Linked DNA regions of Mus musculus: region 2 is linked to region 1. Evidence: chromatin contacts called from public HiChIP or PLAC-seq data. All regions are on one chromosome and are shown on one strand. Each heading gives the region's core, a stretch centred on a gene start, on an enhancer-like site or on the middle of the called end of the contact. The rest is flanking DNA. Distances are from core to core; before and after follow the strand shown. Region 1 has its middle 14 kb from the start of Gm39718. Region 2 overlaps Gm32767 (a long non-coding RNA gene).

Evidence for each region. HiChIP or PLAC-seq counts read pairs in DNA pulled down with a chosen protein or histone mark.
Region 2: a contact with region 1 is called in an H3K4me3 HiChIP or PLAC-seq map of embryonic basal ganglia, with 8 times the contacts expected there. The contact joins two enhancer-like sites. A contact is called at or near these places in 4 of 39 promoter capture datasets (the 3T3-L1 cell line, embryonic stem cells, hippocampal neurons and 1 more), 9 of 15 datasets of contacts at CTCF or cohesin (CD8 T cells, the G1E-ER4 cell line, the NIH/3T3 cell line and 5 more), 216 of 484 Hi-C or Micro-C datasets (3T3-L1-derived adipocytes, the AML12 cell line, the AtT-20 cell line and 122 more), 22 of 115 datasets of contacts at active chromatin or transcription factors (the NIH/3T3 cell line, PVALB interneurons, SST interneurons and 16 more) and 4 of 9 other capture datasets (adipose tissue, embryonic tail, liver and 1 more).

What each region holds. Positions count from the first base shown.
Region 1 is chr1:181,269,444-181,276,146 of GRCm38.p6, forward strand. No RefSeq gene overlaps it. Among named protein-coding and RNA genes, the nearest start is that of Gm39718, 14 kb to the right of the region's middle. Within about 2 kb of position 3,623, at least 44 of the 459 cell types and tissues checked have an H3K27ac peak or open chromatin away from gene starts, as enhancers often do. A contact at or near this core is called in the P5424 cell line, hippocampal neurons, neural stem cells and 1 more, where this site is marked.
Region 2 is chr1:181,532,566-181,538,995 of GRCm38.p6, forward strand. Gm32767 (a long non-coding RNA gene) reads right to left here. Exons shown (of 3, transcript XR_373754.2): 2 at 5,380-5,533; 3 at 2,431-3,236. Among named protein-coding and RNA genes, the nearest start is that of Gm32767, 4.2 kb to the right of the region's middle. Within about 2 kb of position 3,181, at least 72 of the 459 cell types and tissues checked have an H3K27ac peak or open chromatin away from gene starts, as enhancers often do. A contact at or near this core is called in the P5424 cell line, hippocampal neurons, neural stem cells and 1 more, where this site is marked.

The DNA.
Region 1 (6,703 bases), core at 2,373-4,872:
TGCGCACTGCCTCTCTGCGCATTGCTGACGCACTACGCAGGGCGGGGACTCCGCATAGGGCGGACCTTGAAGCCGACTGCCCTGAGGCCAATCAGCAAACTGGCCTTCGCCAGCCGCTTTTGGCTTTTTTCTTGACCAATTAGCTGGCTGGTAATGGGCTGCTTCTTCCTCCCAGTCTGTTTCCTCAGAGGAGAATTCTTCATCTGCTTCAGAACTACTAAGAGCTGGCTTCCTGAGCTCATCTAGTGACGAGTATCTCCTAGAGACCTCCGCTAATTGATCTTTCTTCTTTTCCCTTTTTCCTCTTTTTCTTCTAATCTCTCTCCAGGTATTCCTACCTAACCTTAACTTTTCCTCGGGTTCAAGACCCTTGGAAAGGCCTGTATACTTATTTTGTGTACCATATTTTCTCTTTGCTCCTACTCTCTCTCCCCGCTTTACTTCTGATAGCTTGTCCTGAATTTCCTCTAGAATTTTCAGCCCTATCTTAATCACTTGATAACATGTGAAAAGGAACAAAAGGGCTCCTAACACCAGAAAAAATTCAAGGCCAAACATATTCCACTTTACTTCTGATAGACTGTCTTGAATTTCCTTAGAAAGTTCAAGATCAGACTTACCTCGTAAAGCTGTACTCACTGGTACTCTCGTTCCCCAGCTGAAAAGTTCTGAATTCATACAGTTGAATCCTTCTTAACAGTCTGCTTTACGGGAACCTTTATTACCGCGACCCGCAGTTCTGGTTCTGGAATGAGGGATCTTCCTTGCGCCAGTCCCGAGTTTTTTTCTCGTCCCGGAATTCGGCACCAATTGTTATTAGACGCGTTCTCACGACCGGCCAGGAAGAACACCACAGACCAGAATCTTCTGCGGCAAAACTTTATTGCTTACATCTTCAGGAGCCAGAGTGCAAGAAGCAAGAGAGCAAGAAGCAAGAGAGAGAGAAAACGAAACCCCGTCCCTATTAAGGAGAATTATCCTTCGCCTCGGACGTGTCACTCCCTGATTGGCTGCAGCCCATCGGCCGAGTTGACGTCACGGGGAAGGCAGAGCACATGGAGTAGAGAACCACCCTCGGCACATGCGCAGATTATTTGTTTACCACTTAGAACACAGCTGTCAGCGCCATCTTGTAACGGCGAATGTGGGCGCGGCTCCCAACAGTCTGTCAAGAGCTGTGCACGTGAGACTGAGAAGCAAGGTCAGAGAGAACAATCAGCCCTTGCCGTCCTCGCCGGACCTTGGCCTCGATGCCACAGGTGGATAGACAGGAATTTAAGACTGGGGCTGGAGAGATGGCTCAGCAGTTAAGAGCACTGACTGCTCTTCCAGAGGTCCTGAGTTCAAATCCCAGCAACTACATGGTGGCTCACAACCATCTGTGATGGGATCTGATGCCCTCTTCTGGTGTGTCTGAAGACAGCTACAGTGTACTTACGTATAATAAATAAATAAATCTTAAAAAAAAAAAGAATTTAAGACTGGGTTCTGGGCCTGTACAACTAAAGCCCACAGACTTGTGGGACTGTGGATTAGGGGGTCTCTCACCAGGCTCCCCACAAATTCCCATGACTGTCCTCATGCAAATAGGTGCCTGCTCTTCTTGAGGTGGTCACAGAAAAACAGCTATTCTATGCCACCGCAAGCCCAGCATTTACACAAGCCTGGCTGTGCATGTAAGATAGAGGACCAGAGGACATGGCTGTTCCTGAAGGAGATCTCCATTTGCCTATGGAAGGAGACATCTTCACCAGGGCTTGATGTGAGGGTGGGAAGGCTGGCATCTTGCCACACTGCACCCTGAAGCTATTACAGCATGTGGGGAGACGCTACCTCAGCTCTGCTCAGGCTGGAGCCTGAGTCTCAGATGCACTCTCAATTCAGCTTGTAACTGTCAGTGTGAGGTCAGGCCAGGCACGGTCTCCACCAGTCTGTCACGTGCCCTTCTGACTTTTAGGAGGTGACAGGAGGTGCCATTAATTCATGTTTGTCAACTGCTCAAAAGTCCCCAGACAGAAGGGTTGCTCATGCAGAGTGAGGCCTGGGCCGGTGAAGCTCTGTGACAGCTGAGTGGCCGCACTGGTGTCACCATGTCACATGAAGACACTCATCATCTCTGCTTCTTCTCTGGAAATATCAGTTAGGAAAAAAATTAAATATAGAGCCACACAGAAAATAAGATAACGAACAGCCTGTTATCTTTAACCCAAAATGAATAAATATCAACACTTTCACAATTAACATTTTACTAGAATGAGAGAGAGAGAGAGAGAGCATGCCCGTGAGAGAGCAAGCTGTGAATAAAATCAAGGACAGGTGGCTGTTGAGCAAAGACTCTAATCTACCTTTGGTCCTTAAAATAGTCTTACTAACAACATTCTACCAATGTATTTTGGACTTCAAAAACTTCTTTTATGATTAAATTTCAATTCTGTGGTGTGTGTGTGTGTGTGTGTGTGTGTGTGTGTGTGTGTGTGTGAGCAGCCGACCCTGGTTCTCTGGAAGGAAGAACAGCAAGCACCCTAATGGCTGAGCCATTTCTCCAGACCCACTGACCCTTGTTTGTTTTGAAAGACAGGAGTTAAACATTTGCACATTCTCACCGTACCCCACCCACCAGCCTGTCACCCAGGGTGACCACTGTCACCCAGGGCGCGTGTCCTCTATGTCTACCTTCCATGTGTGTAATCGGACAATGCTAGTGGACAGCGTGGGGTTGGGACCAGTCAGGGCTGAAGACTGGGCCTTTTGCTTTAATTGTGCTCTCTGGTCTCTGTGAACCTCAGTCCCTCCATCTTTACTCCTCTTCTACTGGGGTAGGTTTTTGACCTACAGCATTGCTGTTTCTCTGGGGAATGGAGGCAAATTGCTGGGCTCAGTAAATGGTAGCAAGTACCACTGGCCATTTCACCCTTTCTCCCTCCCCTCCCCTCTCCTCCTTTTTCCCCTCCCCCCTCCTCTCCCCTCTCTCCTCTCCCTCCCCTCCTCCTTTCCCTTCTCCCTCTTTCCCACTTTCCCTCTCCCTTTCTCCTTTCTCCCCCCTCCTTTCTCCCTCCCTCCCCTCCTCCTTCCCCTTCTCCCTCTCCCTCTTTCCCTCTCCCTTTCTCCTTTCTCCCCCCTCCTTTCTCCCTCCCTCCCCTCTCCCTCTCTAGAAAGTTCCTGGAGAACAAGGACCCTGTCTAAAGCCCATATCCCTTTGAGCCACTCCTGGGGTCCCCAGGTCACTGCTAGGCTGACTGGCTGATCCTTACAGAATGTCTGGAAGCTTTTCTGTGTTTGTTCAGGCTCCTTTGGGGTTAGCGCAGAAACCAATTCTGCTTTGGGGACACCCAAGAACTCTGAGTCTAGAGAGGAGTGACTGCCCTAAGAGATTTGGAGTTTTTTTCCCAGGTCCTGCTTCTTCTCAGGCTTCAGGTGAGCAGTGTAGTGGCGTGGGAGAAATACTGAGAGCCACGCGGTTTGTTGGCACTTCTAGGCTCCACTCGGTTTCCTTTGCTTTCTTGGATTCTAGCCATTGAGGGTTCAGGTGCCTTTCTGCAAGATCCAACCCTAACCTAGAGCTCGCCCGCGGTGAGCCTCCAGGGCACCGATGTCCGTCTCCGACAAGGGACAGAAGGGGGCGACAAACCCGCACAGTTGGCCGGCGGACCATGCCGGGCAGTGCCTGAGCCCAGAGCCATTCTCCCCCTTTTCCCTGGTAACTGGACACTTCTTGTAGATTCCCACAGCACACAGTAGAGTGCACTCTTTGTGAAAACACCCCCGCCCCCCGCCCCCCCCCCCGCCCCAGGCCTCGCCTTCACAGAGTAGCAGAGGCTGTCACCCTACACAGCAGAACCATCTTAGATTCCTGTTAGTTCTTAAAGCAAGGCCAGAGCTTAGGACCCCAGGGGTGATGCTCTAGGGCAGAGGTGTGCTTGTCCAAGTCCTGCAGTTGTTTCAAAGGCTTTGCAATGATTTCATTTGTGCACAAGCTGGGAATAGCTGCAGAGTTTTGACCCCAAGCATTTAAGGTCTTTTAGCCCAGGCTGTCCTTAGCACATTTCTGAAACTCCATCTCCCCAGTTGCGGACACACAAATCTAGCTATCTTACGTTTACTTAGTATTTTAACACCCATTTTTGTAAAAACTACATAAAGACACCAACTATCCAAATGCAACGTTAATATTTTTGAAAATTATATATTAAAGAATTAACATCAGGCAGATGAGATGGCTCAGCCTTTAAGAGCCGGTACTGCTCTTGCACGAGGGGCAGCTCCCAGCTGTCTGCAACTTCAGCTTCCGGCTCATCTGAGTCCTTGGTTTGTCACAGGCACCTGCACTCATGTGCACATGCCTGCCCCACTTTGCACATAATTTAAACACATCTTAATTAACATCAACATAGAAGTGCTCCCGGAGCTTCCCCCCCCCCCCCCCCCCCCCCCGCCGGCCACTTTTGTTTCTGCGTCTGCACAGGCCAGAGGACTGGTCTGTCTCTAGTTCTTCCATATCTCAGTGAGTCACAGAGCTGGAATTTGACTGGGGTCTTTATGGCTCCAAAGGGCTAAAAGTCCAGTTAAACTAGCAGATCTCTGACAGGGTTGGGAGGCAGCCACCCATTTATGGTGCTGGCAGCAGCTGTGTGTTTGGACAGATGCTGATGGTCCATCGCTATAGGGTGCCTTTGATCTCTCCGGATATTTATGTTTCTTATGATTTTTTTTTGTGATAAGGAATTTAAAATCTCTTCTAACTACTTTGAATTATACAATAGAATACTGCTATGAACATTGTCCTGTGTAATGAAGTATCCGAACCCTTTCCTCCTGTCTGGCTGAGACTACGTATCCTATCCACTAGCCACTCTTTTTAATGCCTCCCCCCAGTGCCTGGGTCCTTTCCCAGCCTCTGGACCACCATTCTAGTTTCTACTTCTGTGGGCTCAGCATTTTCAGCAGAGTGAAAGACGCAGTGTTTGTCTTTCTGTACTTGGCTTAGTTCCCTGAATATTATGTGCCCCAGGTCCATCTGTGTTGACCACATGACAGCCCGATTACATTTTAGAGCTGAATAGATATCCCATCCTGTGTGTGAATGTAAATGTGTGCATGTATGGGAAAGAGAGGAAGATGCCACACAGCTTCTATGAGAAATGCTCATTCTGATCATTTCCTATATGTATGTTCGTCAGTCAGTCAGCCCATCTGTCTATGTATGTATGTATGTATGTATGTATGTATGTATGTATGTATGTATCTATCTATCTATCTATCTATCTATCTATCTATCTGGTGGTACTGTGATTGAACCCAGGGCCTTGTGCTGCTAGGTAAGCACTCTACCAAAGCGCTATACCACCACTTGGATTGATTGACTATGGTTTGTTACTGTTTCTGTGTCTTTGCATGGTCTGGTGTTAACCCCTTATTGGCTGGGTAGTTCCCAGAGCTCCACTCTGTAAGTCGCCTCTTCACTCTGACAGTTGTCTGTCTTCCGTGCAGAAGCATTCACTGTGACCTCATCCCATTTGTCTAGTGTTGATGTCTGTGCTTTTATTCCCATGCTTAACAAAAATACTTGCCCAGACTTCTGCCATAGGACACTGGCCCTATTTTTTATTTAAACGATTCAGGGGTTTTACATTTAAGCCTGACTCCATTTTGAGTTCCTCTTTATTGTGCTGGGGTTGAATCCAGGGCTTTGCACATGTTAGGCAAACATTTTACCACCGAGCTACATTCCCAACCTATTGATTACATTTTTGAGCCAGGTGGTGGTGACACATGTCTTTAATCCTAGCCTGGTCTACAGAGCTATGTCCAGGACAGCCAGAGGCTACACAGAGAAACCCTGTCTTAAAAAATCAACCAACCAATCAGCCAACCAACCATTCAACCAAAAAAAAAAAAAAAAAAAAAAAAAAAATCCAAAGGGTATGTATGTCCTTGGCACCTTTGTTAGAAATTAGGAATTATTTGGCCATGTGTGCTTTATTTCTAGGTTCTTCCTACATTCCATCTGTATTGGCTGGTTTTGTGTGCCAACTAGACACAAGCTAGAGTTATCACAGAAAAAGGAGGAAATGTCTCCTTGAGATCCATCCCTAAGGCATTTTCTCAACTAGTGATCAAGGGGGAGGGCCCATTGTGGGTGGTGCCATCCCTGGGCTGGTAGTCCTGAGTTCTAAAAGAAAGCAAGCTGAGCAAGCCAGGGGAAGCAAGCCAGTAAGAAACATCCCTCCATGGCCTCTGCATCAGCTTCTGCTTCCTGACCTGCTTAAGTTCCAGTCCTGACTTCCTTTGGTGATGAACAGCAGTATGGAAGTGTAAGCTGAATAAACCCTTTCCTCCCCAACTTGCTTCTTGGTCATGATGTTTTGTGCAGGAATAGAAACCCTGACTAAGACACCATCTGTCTGTCACCGTTTCTGTATGCCAGTACCAGACTGTTTACATTACTGTAGCTTAGGAATATGTTTTAGAGTCATGTCTTATGGGTCCTCTAGCTATATTCTTTTTGCTTAAGATCATTCTTTTAAACCATTTTCCTTTTTTTCCACTGAGGATGTGAGCCTCCCTGGCAAGAACGGGGAGGGTTTGGATGAGACTTTCTGAGGGGGTTAGGAAAGTGGCTCCCAAGCCCATTTTGTCCCCAATGTCAGCAGCAAGCAGTATTGAATGTGACCTCATGGCAGGTATATGTGCATTTAATGCAATT
Region 2 (6,430 bases), core at 1,931-4,430, 260 kb after region 1:
GATCCCAGAAAAATACACACACACACACACACACACACACACACACACACACACACACATACACACACACATACACACACACACACACACACATACACACTCACACACACACACACACACACACATACACACTCACACACACACACACACACATACACACACACACACACACACACACACACACACACACATAGACATATACAAACACATGCACATGTACACACGTGTTCCCAGCCACCACCACGCCCTAACCAAGAGACGGAGCCTGAGCTCCCTCCTGTTGCAGCTGGAGACTGAGGCCACGTTACAGTTGCCCCAGTTAGTAGAATGTTGTAGACAGACTAAGGAACTTTCAAGGCTAATGAGTTTCTCACTCATCTCTATCTTGTTATTGACAGGTGGAAAGTGTGTGATGCTGGACTGAAACAGGCAGGAGACATCACAGCAGGAGTGGTCTCCAGAGCCTCTGGGGAGGGGCTCAGGTTGAATTGTCTCCTGAGAGATGGCAGCATATGCTAAGAGCACATGAGAGAAAGGGGGAGAAACAGAAACAGAGACACAGAGTCAGACAGAGACAGAGAGAGGGAGAGAGACGGAGAAAGAGAGATGGAAGGAGAGATACAGAGAGACAGAGAGGAAGAGAGACAGGGAGAGAGAGAGAGAGGGAGAGAGAGAGAGAGAGAGAGAGATCACGAGGTGAGAAAGAAAGCCAGAGAGTATGAGGCAAAGCAGCCAGACTTACCTTGTGACAACCATCACAAGTCGCCAATTCAGCCTTAGAGAACTAACCTACCCCTTCAGGACTCACATTAGTTTCTTCCAAGGGTGACACCCCTAATAACCTAATTTCTTCTCACTAGGACCCACTTCTTTAAAGATTCCATCACCTCTTAATACCAATAAACAGGGGGCCAAGCTTCTAGGACATAAACCATATCCAAGCTGTAACTGGATTCAAAGCAGAACACCCACTTAGATTCAAAGCACAGACACACAAGCTACTGTAGTAGTAGCAGCCCATCTGGGAGAGAAAGCTTGGCAAGGGGTTGATGCAAAAAGAAACCAAGTCTGAGGTGGGGGCCTGATAACCTCAGTCAAGCCATTTCTCCTCTCTCTGGACCCCAGCTTCCTCATGTGTGGTGGAGAATATTAGGCTTACACTTCACATTTTGTGCGTTCCACCCTCATTACCATTACTTGGGTTATCACTAGGCTGATTCCCCTGAGGACAGACTCTGTATCTTTTATCCCTAGCGCTGAGTGCTGGGTTGGCTTGCTGCAAAGGGCGTGCTTTCCCCCTTCTTTCTGCGTGCACACCCATCCCATGGCCCTAAGGACCACTGTGCCATCCAAGGTCAGCCACGGCACTGGAAACGGACTTGATGTTTGTCTGCTCATCATGTTAACCTCATCGCAACAGGATCCCAGTTGACTAAAAAGCTATGAAGCTAGAACTGCTGGTACTTGGTAGCCACTGGATCTTTTACAGCTAAAAGGCTTTCTGGGCTCTCCAAAGACCCTCGGAAGAGGCCTCCCCTCGGTGTGGATATGCATGGTGTGCCCCAGAGGGTCAACGGTCTGCTTCTAGAAAAGAGATGAACATTGTTTTCTACTTTATATCTTAATTTTAAAACACTGATCATGGATCCTGAAGCCCAGGCCACCTCACGTCTGCTTGCCAACAACCCCACCTACACGCCCAAGGGTCGAAGTAATAAATCCAAGGCCATCATGGGGCTGGACCAAAGATCATTTATAGTGTCTAGGCGGTTCACCTGTTCATATGTGTGGCCCTTCCTCGCAGAAGCAGAAGCCACAGACAGAATAGGAAAGAACAGAAGAGTAAAAGACACATTTGTGTATTGTGAACGGCCGTGATTTCAGTGAGGCTGGTTACCTAGAGAGAACTTGTGCTGCCCTTTGGCAGGGATCAGGGCCCGACATCCAGGTCCGTGGGCTCTTGATGTTCTTCTAGTCTTTCCTGGGTCAAAACTCAGTACTATTTCAAACTCAAAGCTGTTGAAGCGAACATTTATCTTCCATATGGAGAACTGACCAATGATGTAGAAGAACTCCTCAGGACTACAGACAGCTTTTCTCCCCCATCCTTATCCAAAACAGTATTTATGCACACGGAGTCAACTGACAGGGTTACCAGTGTTCCCTGCAAATTATAAATGTGCCCACATGCTTCTCACCCATGACTGCTCCAGGACGCCATCGCGTGGATCCAGTTACTAACCATGGTAATGTCCCCTCTGGTGGGTCCCCTCTCCCTGCTTCCCCACCCACCCTCCTTTTTTATTTCACATAGGAAACAGGAAGTCTCATCATCAGGCAAAGCCTCGAAGTGGGACCTTAACATTTGCTACTACATAATTCATGCAGATGGCAAGGTCAACAGGGCTTTGAGAGTTTATTTTGGGAGGGTGGTTTTCTGCAATTCAAATGCAGGAGTAAATGTCAACGCTAATAAAATAAAAATTCTTACAGTAGAGACTGTGTTACTAACTACAAACCAGGTGGAGGGGTGGGCTGGCTTCTCCGAGCTCACGGAGTCTTACTTCCTGCCTAATGAACGGCTCAATTCCTTCTGAAAGGCAAACACACACTGAGATAAGAAGAGCAAACTGGTAAGCCAGCAGGAGAAGTAATTTAAACCAGATTGGTGTCTCTCTCCATAAAAGGAGTAGGTTTCAGGTGTGTCTTGTAACAAAATCTAGCAATGCCGAGAGGGTCACATCACCGCAGCATGTTGGTCAGGGATTACACAAAGCATCCCATTGTTCTGATGTCACTGTGAGGCTCGTACAGAGAACTAGTGTATGGAAGGAGTCCTTGGAACGTTACTGTGTTCTATAGTTTTGTGATGATGTCTTGAGTTCTATCCAGTACAGGACAATTTTTATTTTTTATCAGTCTTCCTCTGTCTTTCTTGCCATATGGCTCTGAAATACTTTGTTCTATGACTGGGCTGGCTAAACTCGGGCCTGCTAAGTTTGCTATGTGGCCTGATGCCAGGCAACTGGATGGTTCAGGGAATAAAGATCATTAACTGTCAGCCGAGTATGTCAAGTCCCTGCTGGAAACAGCACGATGCACACGGACAGAGATCAGTTGCAGTAGGCTCGCTCATCCAGGAGACTTCTCTGCACTAGTGAGAATGAGTCATAGCTTCCATAGTCAGTCAGTGTGATGAATATTCCATGCAGGCTGCTGAGCCCAAGCAGCTGGACCTAAAGAGAATATACCACACTGTTCTATTTATACATGCAGAATAGGAAGCCATACAACCGTGTCTTAGTTAGCGTTCTACTGCTGAGAACAGACACCAGAACCTAGGACAACGTTTAACTGGGTCTGGCTTACAGGTTCAGAGCTTCAGTTCATTATCATCAAGGCAGGAGCATGGCAGCATCCAGGCAGACATGGTGTAGGAGGAGCTGAGAGTTCTACATCTTATTCTGAAGACAAACAGAAGACTGGCTCCCATGTGGTTAGGAGGAGGGTCTTAAAGCCCACACCTACAGTGGCACACCTCCTCCAACAAGGCCACACCCACAAATAGTGCCATTTCCTGAGCCACTCCCTGGGCCAAGCATATTTGAACTACCACAAGTTGATTCCCCTTGTTAGAAATGATGCCTTGTGACAGAAGCATCCTGAATGCTATGAACATCTCATTCCTGGATTTGGGGGATTGGCGCCCAGCTTATAAGAGTCCTCTGAGCTGTCTACTGTGGTGTGTGCTTATGCATACATGTATGTTTGCATGTTCGTGTATGCGTGAGTGTGTGCATGTGTCTATGTAAACAGACACACATTTGACAAAGTTGACATTGGGTGTCTTCCTTGATTGCGTTCCACTTAATCTATTGAGGCAGGATCTCTCAACTGAACGGAACTTGCCAATTCTGGCTAGTGTAACTGGCCAGCTTGTCCAAGGGATCCGCAGTCTGTTTCTCCAGTGTTGGGATTAAGGTGACCAGCGCATCTGCCAACCTTTTACATAGTTTCTGGGGATCTCAGGCTCAGTCTTCATGACTCTGTTACAAGTGCTTTAGCCACCGAGCCATCTCTCTAGCCTATGATATTAATTCTGCTATCGATGGTACTATATCTCCTGTAGCACAGACTGGCCTCAAACTCAGTGTGTAGCTGAAGCTGGCCTTCAGCTCTGATCTTCCTGCCTCCACTCGCAAACACTAGGATTACAAGCATGGGATATGAATGGAATCTGGCTCGTAAATTATTTAGTATTCTTTTGCAGTGTGTGTGTTGTGTATATGTATGTATGTATGTATGTATGTATGTATGCATATATGGAGTGTATGTCTGTGTATGTGTATATGTGTGTGTTATATGTATATATGTGTATGTGTGTTTATGTTGTGTGTGTATGTGTGTCTGTGTATATGTGTGTGTCATGTGTGTATATGATGTGTGTGTATATGCGTGCATGTTCCACCTCAGTCACTTTGATATTCATTTCTTTATATTATAAGCAAAACTCTAAAGCTCCCCTGAGTGCCACCATAGACCCAGCTCCCCTCCCCTCAGCCCCCACCTCTAACTCTTCTTCAGAGTCTCCACCTTGTTCTGACTTGGCCACCTCTCCCTCCACTTCTCAGTACTAGTTAAGCCCTGGCCCTGGAGCTGCCCCTGCCTCTCTCCAGTCCTATTTCAACTCTTTCTGCCTCTTGTAGTCTGACATTCCCGCCACTGTGAAAGACTGCTTTCTTATCAAAGCAGAGTAAGATTCACTAACGTCAGTGCACCCAGCTGTAAGAAGGAAGCATCCAGAAGGTTGGAGTCGGGGAAACAAAGGCAGCAGTGAGATCCCACATGGCTAAGGGAGGCACCACCAAGGGTTTAAAGGCCCCTTGTGTGTGTGTGTGTGAACATGGAGTGTGTCCTGTGGCCTTGGTGGGGGACACTGAGCATTTGCAAAGTACCAGGAAGGAAAGGGATTAAAGGGACAGGATGGAGTCTGTCACTAGAAAGGGAGGGAACCTAGTTCAGCACTCTGAGAATGAGGCTAAGGTGAGATGAATACCCTTGTTTCTGGATGGGAGCAGATGACCTGCTAGTCATGGCCACTGAACCAAGGCTGGCTTGTTATGTCTGTACTTGTCCCAGTAACAGAGCCACAGCGATCCACAACAGGAATCAACCTGGACGCTCCTCCCCGGTGAGCCCTGGGCTGAGCTATCACTGGGCACGGCTCACACCACCCACCTGTGGTCTGGGCCCTCTGCAGTCTCATCCAGGTTGGCACCAATTGCCCTTCTGCCTGGGACTTTGTTCCCCTCTGGGAAGGCCACCCTTTCCCCCGACATACCCAGTGTTAACTATGAACTTTAGCATTCACGTAACTACCTCTGGCCACGGCTGACATGTCCAGGATGGGTCCTTGAGCAATGAAGGATGAGAAGTCCATTTCCTGAATCCCATCTTCCACTGCAGGGAAGGCCCATCCAAAAAGGATGGATCCGGGCCAAAGGGAGAGGATGGCAGTCCTCTAGGGCAAGAACTAGAAAAGGGAAGTGAGTTATCAGGGGCTGCCATAGTTAAAATGGGAGGCTCTTGGCAGCCATGTTTCCAGATAACAGTCACAGAAACACTATTGAGAGAGAAAAAGGAGATGGGGGAAGAGGACAAAACAAATTAAAACACAAACAAAAATTAATGTAGAGCCAGAGACTGGGGTCTGAAGAAAGCAGAACTGGAAGCTAGCCTTCTGGACAGTGTCCAAGGTCCTTGGCTGTGTCCCTTCCTGAAGGCCTGATCCATTTGTGGCGTCACCAGGAGAATCCAACAACCTCAGCACAAGGTCCTGGTACTTGCAATCAAGAGAGCATTTCCTCTGAAGTCAACAAGCTGATTTTGGTTCTTCACATACAGGGTCCAGCATTATGCAAGGTCAACTTGGTCCTCCATTAAGTTCAAAACCCCAGTGGGTAACATTGGCTACTTCCTGTGGCACAAATCCTCCTAAAGTAACTCAATCTCAAGTTATCAGAGATTTAAGAACTCAAAATTCCCAAGAGCATGGCAATCACCATAGCAAAGAGCCAGCAGGGGGCATAGGAGCCAGTGGAGGTCATATCAGTGCCCTGCTGTGCCCCCTGAACCCACCCCCACCCCAGCTTCTCAGACCCTGGCCCTGTCTTTGCTCATTCAACCCTCTCTTCTCCTAGTACCTGGTGCAATTTACATTCACGTGCCCCCCAAAGGCCCATGTCCAGAAGTTTGGTCCCTAGCTGTGTCAGGATTACATCTTAGGCATATCACGGTGATGAAACAGCAGATGAAAAGAAACCTGGGGTGGAAAGGGTCTCTTTGACTTACACATCCTGGAACACAGTCCACTGAAGGAAACCAAGGCAAGAACTCAAACTGGGCAGGAACCTGGAGGCAGAAGCTGATG